Regions from separate parts of the Hordeum vulgare genome. Here region 1 is linked to region 2. Evidence: chromatin contacts called from public Hi-C data. All regions are on one chromosome and are shown on one strand. The core of a region is the stretch at or near the end of the contact, and the rest is flanking DNA. Distances in the headings are between cores, read along the strand shown. Region 1 has its middle 7.4 kb from the start of LOC123410369. Region 2 holds the start of LOC123409652 (protein MEI2-like 2).

Evidence for each region. A called contact is a pair of places that touch in the nucleus more often than the background predicts.
Region 1: a contact with region 2 is called in a Hi-C map of leaf, with 3 times the contacts expected there. The contact joins the enhancer-like site here to the promoter of LOC123409652 in region 2. A contact is called at or near these places in 5 of 6 Hi-C or Micro-C datasets (leaf and seedling).

Annotation. Positions count from the first base shown.
Region 1 is chr7H:1,420,615-1,426,009 of MorexV3_pseudomolecules_assembly, reverse strand. No RefSeq gene overlaps it. Among protein-coding and RNA genes, the nearest start is that of LOC123410369, 7.4 kb to the left of the region's middle. Within about 2 kb of position 3,224, at least 2 of the 3 cell types and tissues checked have open chromatin away from gene starts, as enhancers often do. A contact at or near this core is called in leaf, where this site is marked.
Region 2 is chr7H:1,346,558-1,352,714 of MorexV3_pseudomolecules_assembly, reverse strand. It overlaps LOC123409652 (protein MEI2-like 2), which reads left to right and starts at 2,174. Exons shown (of 13, transcript XM_045102511.1): 1 at 2,174-2,385; 2 at 2,848-2,896; 3 at 2,999-3,181; 4 at 3,474-3,943; 5 at 4,165-4,323; 6 at 4,405-4,521; 7 at 4,635-4,786; 8 at 4,948-5,042; 9 at 5,143-6,055; 10 at 6,144-6,157. The coding sequence starts at 2,863.

The DNA.
Region 1 (5,395 bases), core at 1,975-4,474, 72 kb before region 2:
CCACTGCATATGTTGAGTACAAAAGGGTCATATAATATCTTAAGTTTAAATTAGAAGGTACTCCCTCCGTCCCAAAATGTAAGACCATTTTTGACACTATCATTTTGGTCTTACATTTTGGGACTAAGTGAGTAGCACCGAATAAGTATTAATTTACGAGTAGGACTCTTGTACCAAGATTTTTTGGTGCGTCTCAACAAGTAAATTCAATAGGACCATATGAATATATGACTGATACCGTAAGACTTTTTGGTAAATGTTGAAATGAAACATAAGACTGGTACAAAAAAGAACACAAGCCGAAAGTATTTACTTATTAATTCCTAATATATTTTTCTACATAAACACTTGCAAAAGTGGTAATCATAAGAAGAGTGAAATGCCAACAATTGCATACAGAATTTTCAAGGCTCTAATGTATGGTAAATAATGAATGGTTAATATCTTGTATTTTACCGACATGCGGCTTATATATAGATCACATCACAACCATATATATTTGTATAGCGGTCAATTTGTTCGAACGTTTATGAAATTTGTGAAAATATCATGGAATAAGTAAACTCGAGAAGATCAGTTAACTAAACATATTTCTATGAATTGATTTTCATATAAAATGGAAAGGGACATTTATATTGATATCTAAAAGATTTGCTTGCATATCTGAATAATTGCACCCAGAAAGGACCACCGAAATGGGGCGGAAAAGTCAAACCTTAGAACGGTGCTAATTTTGACATAAATGAAAAAATATATCTCCAATATAGAGAACATAAATAAATATGATGTTTGTACTAGAATAAAAATCAATGTGAGCATAACATAAATGCAAGATTTCAATTGATGGTTGCCCATGGTTTGTTTTTGCCAATATATATATCACACCCCGAGCACGACAATCATAAGCATAGTATGCAAATTTGAAGTAGTTTTCTCCTTAGTCTTAACCATGGCAGTCATTAAGAGCAATCACACTGATGACATGGGTTGTTCAATCTGCATTGTTATTATGATCATGTCTTCCACTTTGATCTTACCAACTTCTTGCTATGAACGTACGTATCTCCAAACATCCTTTAATATATTTTTTCTTACATAATGCATTAATTTTGCTAAAATAGACCTTACCGGACATTTGAAATAAATATCTTTGCATTGCCTCAATGTTTAGTTGATCGTCAAGAGAAGTGCATGCCTACTTCAACTTGCCGTTGGAATGTCTGCAAGACCATGTGCAGATACACGGGCAACCCTTGGCTCGGGGCCTACTGCAAAACCGAACCGGACGATGTGAAATTGTGTTGTTGTGTTTATTCCTGAATCTCTAGCGATGCTAGTTGTTATTTGCGGCATTAATATTGCCGTTTCTTGTATCCAGCCGCTTGGAATGCAGTCCCAATAAAAATGGTTTATAGCGACTATATATCGAACTTTTTATTATTATGAACAACATCATCAATGTATGATCGATATCGTGTGCTCGTATCTAGCTAGTGGTTCATCTTTACGTCATAAACCGGTGTTGAAAAGATTATTATATCGATTGTTCTTCAATTTCTTATTCTTCCGCTTCCAATCATAAACCGGTGTTGAAAAGATAATTATGTCGATTGTTCTTCAATTTCTTATTCTTCCGCTTCCATGATCGTGATTTATATCTCCTCCCACAAAGAGAGGTTTCCACACAGAATCCCTCCGGATCTACCCTCGGAAAGTAACCAATGCCATGAGAAGTTAGATTGTGGATCAAGTTTCCAAATAATGGCCGTTATCTTCCTTTTGTTTTCGTGTTTCCTGAACTCCAATGAAATCTAAATTATATTCGTTAATAATATCCAGCACATGAGCGTTTTATCATCTATTAAATCAACCAATCCTTTATCAATTTTACTCTTCCCTATTTCAACTTTTTCCCCTTTTTGTTAAATTTGGACACTACTTCGAATAACCCATCATCATTGTTCGTTTGATCATCATATCAGCGGAATTGTGATACACTATGGGGAAAAATATTCAAAGTCGTGTAGTGCGTTTCATACACGACAAATGCCGTTTTAACCATGGCGAACAGCAAGCCGAGTGTTGCACTCAGCATGGAGCACACGGCCGGCTAAGATTATGTCGGCTTAAGGACCATAAGTTGAGCGTCAGTTGTCGGGCATACGGCGTATAGGTAAGTCGAGTATAAAGTAGTGGCACACGTTACGGCGAACAAAGCGGGATCACGGTCGGCTGCATGTAACGGACATGTCTGCTTGTAAGCCGAGTGTTAACGACAAGCTGAGATCTCTCTAAGATTCACGGCTTATGTATAAGGTTGTCCGTAATGATAGTATCATAGGTAGTATCATGCATGCCAACTATGCAATTTCGATGAGATGGCATAAATTAAATGAAAAAAAAAAGGGTTTAGTATCATATCATGATACAGTATCATATTAAATAATGTGTTACTATGTGTCTTGCATGACAATAAATGAGCTACCCTATGATACTAACATATAATAGTCTGCATTACAGATTTGGTATCAGATACCTAAGCCGTGTGCTAGTAGCCGCCATTCTACCAATGGCAGGGGCTCACACACTTGCCACGTGTCACATCTAAACCGAATATGTCGTGGGTTAATTAACACTAGGCTTATAACTAAACCGACAGGTGCACATGAGGTCTTTGTGGCTGTGTAAGCCGAGTGTGTTTTTACGTACATGACCGTTTGGACAAGTACTCTTCCAAAATATAAGACCTTTTAGGAATTTTATTAAAAGACTACATACGAAGCAAAATGAGTGAATCTATACTCTAAAGTATGTCTATTTACATCCGTATGTAGTTTATAGTACAATTTCTAAAAGGTTTTATATTTAGAAACGGAGAGAGAATAAGGCAAGTGCATATTTTTTTGGACAATACGGCTTCGCTACATACGCCGATTGTCTTATCGCTACACGGGTTCGAGGCCAAATTGCCTTTTTTTAATGCTTGATGTGACAGCCCTACAATTGAAACAAAAATATATAGGAGTACATCAATGTATGGATAGATATCCAACAATATATTGACACACACATTCACAGATAACTCCATCAAGTTCAAAACATACATACATATCCAAATTGCCTTTTTTTTTTGTCTGCTTGATGTGACAGGGCTGCACGGGACACAACGCAGGCACAACACATGACACGTGGGCCCATCAGGAGGGAGACCCCACTCGCCAGCGACCGTTGGTTGAAAATAACAAAGTGAGAAAGAGAGCGCGAGCGAATTCGGGCGTATTTTAACTATCCATGGGGTAGCGATCCGACGGGCGAAATTCCTTCATATCTCGATCTGACGATCCAGATTACATCAAGCAGCTCGATCCAACTGTCGAAAATCGCTAGTGGCTGAGAACGTGCGGGTTCGTCCGTGAATCTTGTTTTAGGATTAGCAAGAAATCAGCGACATCCATCCACTCGTATCTTCGCAGTTAGGGTAAGTTTACTACTCCCTCCGTCCCAAAATAACTGTCTCAACTTTATACTAGCTCTAGTACAAAATTGTACTAAGCTTAAGACACTTATTTTGTGACAGAGGGAGTATATATTTGGATGGCAGGGATAACTTATGCATCATGCCTTGAAGCTTTGGCTTGCCGGGAGTCATTGGCGGTTGCACAGAATCTCTCCTGTTATCACATGTGTTGATTGCCTCGGACTGCCAAAATGTGATCAACGATATATACAGATGCACACAGGGACTTACTACTCAAGCATAGTGAAGGAGATTGGAACCACGTACGACGACACAGTTCGAGTTGTGTTCCTTCATTTTCCAAGGAAGAACTACCAAGGAACACGCTTCCGGGTTAGGTTTAGGGCATTATATTTGGCTCCTAAAGCCACCAGACGTCCATTGTATTCCTACGCACATTATTTGATTAATAAAAATATGTTTAGACTAATAAAAACAGTGACATCTACGTAACAAGGTATGGGTACCAGCACCATGACACCAGACCTCCATTGTATTCCTATGCACATTGTTTGATTATAATAAAAATATGTTTAGACTAATAAAAACAGTGACATCTACATAACAAGGTATGGGTACCAGCACCATGACGCCTTTGGATTAGAGCCTCAGGGATCATTGGATTAGCGTATGGGGCTACGTTTCCAAAACAGAAGCCGCTGATTATATACATATGGGGTGGATGGCACTTCACAGTAAGGATAGCACGGTCATGTTCCTTGCAGTTCTTGCTGTCATGGCCATGGCTATGATAGTTTTGTCATCAACATACGCACAAGATAAATATAACGTTATAGATATCAGTATATATATATATATATATATATATATATATATATATATATATATATATATATGTTTTAGTTCTCATATTAATTCCAAATTGACTTACTTTGTATGTAGGAGTATGACAATTAACCAATATTTATTTGCAGGCAATTATTGTCACCGGATCGTACCATGCAACGAGATGACTTGCAGCAATTTCTGCTCGAAGAATAACTTCAAGAACTTTGTGCCGAATTGTGTGTCAGGGAGGATGTACGACTACTGCTGCTGCAACATAACAACCATGGGGCTAGACTTTTGATCAAAATATGCATAGATAAAAAATACTGTAGTATGGAGCATCTTCTGCTTGAAAATTACATGTAATCGTGATTGTGGAATGAAGGAGAGATAATAATATTGCTCTGCGTAATTTATTTGTTTGAGAGATGCTTCATGTGACTACTAATTATAACATTTTTGGGCTGTCAGCCTGTCATTAACATGAAGCAAAAAATAATATGCACAAAACGGTACAAATATAATTGGATTGAGCCCATTAAAAAAAACCTCACTAAGGATTGCCCTGACACAGCCCAACACAAATTCCAAACAAACAATTTTAACAATTAATGGGGGTAAATAACGAATGTACAGTGTGAAGACGACGGAGCAGAAATTCCAGAAACCCTATTTAGCGCCACAAGCACCGGTTAAAGGCAAATTTGGCTAACTCACGCTTGCAGCGCTCCTCCATGGGCCGGCCCATTAAGAGATCCGGTCTATGTTTTAGCCTGTGAACTTTTTTCCAAATCGATGAAGTTTCTAAAACATTGGTGAACTTTTTTGAAAATCGGTGAACATAATTTAAAATTCGTGATTTTTTTTCAAAATCAATGAACTGTTTTTAAAAATTGAAGAAAATTGTTTCAAATTCTGTGAACTTTTATTTTTGATTTTTAGGGACCAACACATTGAAGGCGCCGTATAGGACATCCCCAAAAATTCATCCCTCCTACTCAGGCTTCATTCCTGCAACGTGCCCATACTGTTTCCATGACTCTCCAGTCTACTTTTTGCTGTGTTGGGTTGTGTAATTTTTAGTCGCCA
Region 2 (6,157 bases), core at 925-3,424:
CCGTGACCATCGATGACACCTAGGAAAAGCAGAACACGGGAGGCCTCTGCCGCTTTGGTCCCAAGATGGCCACCACAGATGAGTCGCCGACGTCGTGTCTCGTCCTCTCTCGCTGGCCACCGCCGTTCCCCGCCCACAAAACAAACACAGATCCGCGCTTCACGAAAACGGGTGCAACTCTTTCTCTCTGGGTGAAGCACCTCCTTTGCCACTCCGTCCGAGCGACTTAACTGGAGGTAGGGAAAGGGGAAGAATATGCCTTCGGGGCTCCTGGCAGTCCGATGAGTGGGGCTACCAGACATGAGGAAGACAAAAGGGATCGACTGCGGTCGGTCCTAGACTAGTGTAGTGTATCCGTGTCGTGGGAGTGAAGTTTCGCGGGACCGTACGCTTGCACATAGTTTTATCTTTTTAGTTAAAAATATGTAGAAAATGTAATCATTTTCGCCCGGTTTGTACGAAATCCACCCATATTTGCATGAATTACATTCGCTTTCTTGAAAAACTATTTGCAATATATGCGTCTACTATTAAAATCCGTGTTCAGGAACCGATCATCCCCTGTCCACGAACAGATAAAGGAAATATAGTGCTCGACGTTGGAGATGGCCTAAAGCAATCATCATCTTAGCTTGATGGATGCTCTTTTGAAATGCCCGCAAGTCACATCACCATCCTCACAAGACTTTCTCCATTCCATCCTTCCTATGGATTGGACTGTAGCTATCCCTTTCTTTTTTGTTCTCTTCTTTTGTGTGAAAATAAAACTGCAAGTAGCAAGGCAGATTCTGAATTTGTGGAATCCGAATATAAATAAATCAATCAAAGGAGGAGTCAGTCCAAATGCACGAATTTTCCATTACTATAAAGCAGGACAACTTTCTTTGCAAAGAAAGGAAATGCCGCAACTCAAAAATTGATGGAGAAAATCGAGCGGTTCCGGAAGACGCAGGCCCACGCCACCTACAACCACCTCCTCCTTCAGGAGCATTTGCAGGCGGAGGAGCAGCTCGGGGCGTTCGCGTGCGACGAGGACCTGACGAAGCAGGAGGCGCTCATGCAAGATTCGCCTTGTGTGCTGGCGGTACATGCAATGGATGGCGGAGGTGGCGTCCGCAGCCAAGGACGACGATGATGAGGAGGGCGTGTCGTCGTTCTGCGAGACCGACGGCGAGGAGGAGGACAAGACCGAGGTCGCGCCGAATGAAGTTGGCACGTCGGCGGGCATCATCGGCAGCGACGAAGAGTAGTGCACGTGAGGTCGTCGTCGCTCTGGTTCCAGGAAGGCCACCACTCCTCCCCTTGCGTCGATGCCAAGCTTCACCCGAATAATCATTTGACGGTGACGTGGAGGTGGGCATCTACGCTTGCCGGGTCTCCGAAGGAGGAGGTTACGAAGGCGGAGCTAGAGAAGGCAAAATTTCACACGAAACAACAATTTGGATTAGGTACTAATTATACCTCTAGAGTCGTATGGGACGTAAATGTAATGACATTCTTGGAGTTTATATCAGCGTTTGCATAGGTATCGTGTTAAAAAGAAATTGGAGGATGAGACAGTTCTTTTTTTCTCATTCATTATAAAAATAAGAAAAAGAAAACGAGGCGGACGCGAGGCGCCGGTCCAATCCAGCCTATGAATGCGCTCTTCAAGGAAGGAAGGAAGGAAGGACCGACAGGCCGGGCCCGCAACCCGGCATCGTCCTCGTGGGCCCGCCCGCCTCCCGACTTTTGTGGGCCTCGTCTCCGCTTGGCCACTAGCTGATGAGAGATTGACCAACAGGTGGTGCACCCATAAGGGCTGACGCGTGGGCTCCCAGGTGCCGGAGGCCCTACCTGCCATTGTTAGTCGACAAACAAGAGGAGGCAGTGGAGGATGGATGGCCTCAATCATCAATCATACCTGTCCCACTACTACTTCTTCCCATATAAATAAATAATCTCCCCCATAGGAAAACAAAAACAAAAAACTCATTTCTATGTTTATCCAGTGGATTATTTTGTTTTGTGGATGGATAACCATCAGTAGTGTATAATGTTTTATCTCCTCGGCGTTCACTACTACTAGTACCAATTGCGTTGGACCATCAGTAGTGAAATAAAGAACCGATTTTTATTTTTCTCTGGAGCAGTGGAGTATAAAAAAACAAGAGAGAGGAGAGCGCAAGAAAGAAAGAAAAGATTTGGGCTTTGTGTTTCTCTTTCCCCATCTTCCTCTCTCCTCTCCTCTCATCGCGCCAACCAACGCAGACGCACCACGCCCGGGGCGGACGGAGACCGAGGCCACGCACGCACCAGTGGACGGATTTCTCTTCTCCGCCCGCCGCCGCCGCCGCCGCCGATTCAGTCCAGCAGCTAGGGTTTCCCCTCCGCCGGAGGCGCTAGGTCAGTCGGCTTCTTGGCCGCCCCCAATTCTTCTTGGGTTCTTGCTGGGTTTATTTCTTCTTGATCGTCTTCTCCCTTAGTTAATCTTCTCTTGCCTGATTTGATTCATTCACTCCCTCCCCCTCCATGGACCTCCCTTACTCGCCTCTCTCTATTCTTCATCTGCTTGGTTGGTTCGGATCGTTGACGCCGCCGCACCCTCATAGATTAGATTAATACTCTATTAGATTGGATTATATTAGGTTGATTGATTGATTGATTGATTGATCGTCGGATGTGTAGGGTCAAAGTTGGTTGCTTCATCTCATCTAGTAGTGCTTATCCAGTTCCCAAATACACTCCTCCTTTGACCCGGTACTTGAGTTACCCACCAATCCTGCTTACATGCTCCCGTTTTCCTTCCCATTCACAGGCAGGCATAACTGCTTGCATGCTAAATTTAGCTCATTTACTTGCTTGCAGGTGCCGAATGCAGTGATGGACCGATCACCCGCACCCCTCAGCCCACCAGGTCTGCCGCCTCCTCTATCCCTCAATGTCTTTCCTCTCTGTCCTGCATCACCATCTGAAATTAATGTCTCTGCTTTTGCCTTTCCCTTTCTATGTATGACAGGTTTCGCCGTGCCGCTCGCCGTCAAGAAGCGGCAGCAGGCGGCGCCAGGTTACAGCAGCAGCAGCCCGTGGGGAGTCCCTCCGCCAGCACCGCCGCCGGCCACCAACGCCCCCAATGGCCTTCGAGGAGGAGACGACACCAGCATCTTCTCCACATCACTGCCCGTCCTGCCGCATGAAAAATGTACGCCCGCCAATGATTGATTCCATCTCCCCAATCAAGGATTGCCAATCAGCAGTTTTTTTTTTTAAGAAGTATTGCTGTGTAGCCTGTGTTGTGTCTTTTTTGTTTGACAAGTCTGCCAGAGTTACCGGTTAGCATCATTCAGATGAATGTATGCAAGTAGGGAACACCAGTTTGCCGTTCTAAACTATTCTCAGCTTTAGCCGTGCCAGAACAAGTCTGACAAAATCTATACAATTGTGCTGTGATAGAGTGGCATTCCTCATCTTGTGTATTTTCCTTTCTCTTTCAGTGAACTTCCCTGACTCCGCCCATGGCACCCCTTCGATGGACGACGCGTCTGCTAAACTGAAAGACTTCGACGATGATCCTCAGGGGAACGACTACCCGTTCGACTTTGATCTCCGTCAGATCGACGACCTGCTTCCCGACGAAGATGAGCTTTTCGCTGGGATCACGAATGAGATCGAGCCATCTTCTCAGGCGAACCCCGTGGAGGAACTGGAGGAGTTTGACGTGTTTGGCAGCGGAGGGGGAATGGAGCTGGACTCGGACCCTCTGGACAGCATCACAGCTGGTTTGGGGAATGCAAGCATAGGCGATGGGCTTAGGGCCAATGGGGTCAGCAACAATTTCGGCCTGTCAAACAGTCCTGGAGCCGTGGCTGGGGAGCATCCGCTGGGGGAGCACCCTTCCAGGACATTGTTTGTGAGGAACATTAACAGTAACGTTGAGGACTCTGAACTGCGCTCTCTCTTTGAGGTAACCAGATTTATGTCCTTTTAACCACTCCAATTTGTCTGTTATTACTCAGCAGCTGTAGGTGTATCCTTTAACCAAATATTCGTATATAGGATATATCTGATGTTTACACCTGCATCTTCTGTGTTGACTAATCATAACCACTGTTTGTTCTTATTTGTATCTGTTTGATGTCGAGCCTCGGTTTGTCTTGACAGTGACGTTATTGTCATTTCTTTCAGCAATTCGGGGATATCCGAACCCTTTACACTGCAACGAAGCATAGGGGATTTGTAATGATATCTTATTTTGATATCCGAGCTGCACGTGGAGCGATGCGCTCATTGCAGAATAAGCCTCTGAGGAGAAGAAAGCTTGACATACATTTTTCTATCCCAAAGGTTTGTTGTGTTTTTCATTTGCCCCCTTAGCCCTTGGCCACAAAAGTACTCTTGAAATTTAATACCTTGTTGATTTTGCAGGAGAATCCATCTGACAAAGATTTAAACCAGGGGACTCTTGTTATCTTTAACTTGGACCCGTCAGTTTCTAATGAAGAAGTTCGCCAGATTTTCGGAACTTATGGGGAAGTAAAGGAGGTCAGCATGCTACTCCCAAGTCTTGTTCTCCCCCTAAATCGCATTTTCTGCTTGAAAATGCAGCTTTGTAGATCTTTCTTTTGGTATTACAGCTGTTTGATTTCTGTTTGCAGATAAGAGAGACGCCTAACAAAAAGCACCACAAGTTTATTGAGTTCTACGACGTTAGGGCAGCAGAAGCTGCGCTTCGGTCACTGAATAAGAGCGAGATCGCTGGAAAACGCATCAAGTTGGAGCCAAGTCGTCCTGGTGGAACTCGCAGAAGGTATGGATATTCCTAGAGTTACTGAATGGTATATTGTTTAAGCAGTAGAAATGCTTGCTTGCTCCTCTAGAGATGTTCCTTGAATTTTGGACAGCACAAATTTTCAGTTATCTGTCTTTGATGACTTTTACCAGTCTAATCTGGCTCTTCTTCTAATTTAGCTTGGTGCAACACCTTGGTCATGAACTAGAACAAGATGAACCCAGAGGTTACAGGCATTCTCACGTCGGATCGCCCATGGCTAACTCTCCTCCTGGTACTTTCACTGGATCGGTTTCAAGTCTTGTTATCCTCACTTCATCTAATTTTCTTCAAAACACCTGTTCACAACTAAGAAATTTATCATCTCTTGGCAGGGGCATGGGCTCAATATGGTAGTCCAACCGACAACAATTTGCTGCATGCATTCAGCAATTCACCTACTGGAAACGGGATGAGCCCCATCGGGATGTCCCCTTCAATGTTGTCAAATGCTCTCAAGATCGCACCAATCGGCAAGGATAACAGCTGGTCTAAATACGATCAAGTATTCTCAAACAGCAACCAGTCCGTCGGCGCTGCATTTCAGCATTCACAGTCATACCAAGAACGTAAAAGTGAGCATATGAGCTCGAGTCCTGGGACTTTAACAGGGCCCGAGTTTCTGTGGGGCAGCCCAAAGCCTTATCCAGAGCATTCCCAATCCTCATCAATGTGGCGTCCACCCCCAGTTGGTCATGCAATGTCATCTAGTAGCCGCCCTCAGGGTCAGGGCTTCCTGTATGGTAGTCGCCAGGCTTCGTTGTTTGGATCTTTGGATCAAAACCGTCATCATGTTGGGTCTGCCCCTTCAGGCGCTCCATTTGAGAGCCACTTTGGATTTTTGCCTGAATCGCCCGAGACATCGTTTATGAATCAAGTTAGGTTTGCAAATATGGGGAACATCGGCGGTGCTAACCGAAACGGGGGAAGTCTCATGCTGAACATGGCTTCTCGTGCTTCCCTCAATCCTGTTTCTGCTCTAAGTGGAAGCCTGACAGATAATAACTCTACTAACTTCAGACCAATTCCATCGCCAAGGCTTGGGCAACCACCATTCTTTGGGAACACCACATATCAAGGACCTGGTTATTATGGGCTCGACAGCTCCATTGAACGTGGCCGTAACCGCCGAGTTGACAGCAGCGCGTTCCAGGCAGATAGCAAGAAGCAGTATCAGCTTGATTTGGAGAAGATCCGCAAAGGAGAGGATACTCGGACAACATTGATGATTAAAAACATTCCAAACAAGTATGCAGCTTTCATGCCATGTTTTCTTGTGTGCTCTTTTTATATTGCTTGCTAGTTGTCCTCACAATGTTTTTCCTGAATTCTATAGGTACACATCCAAGA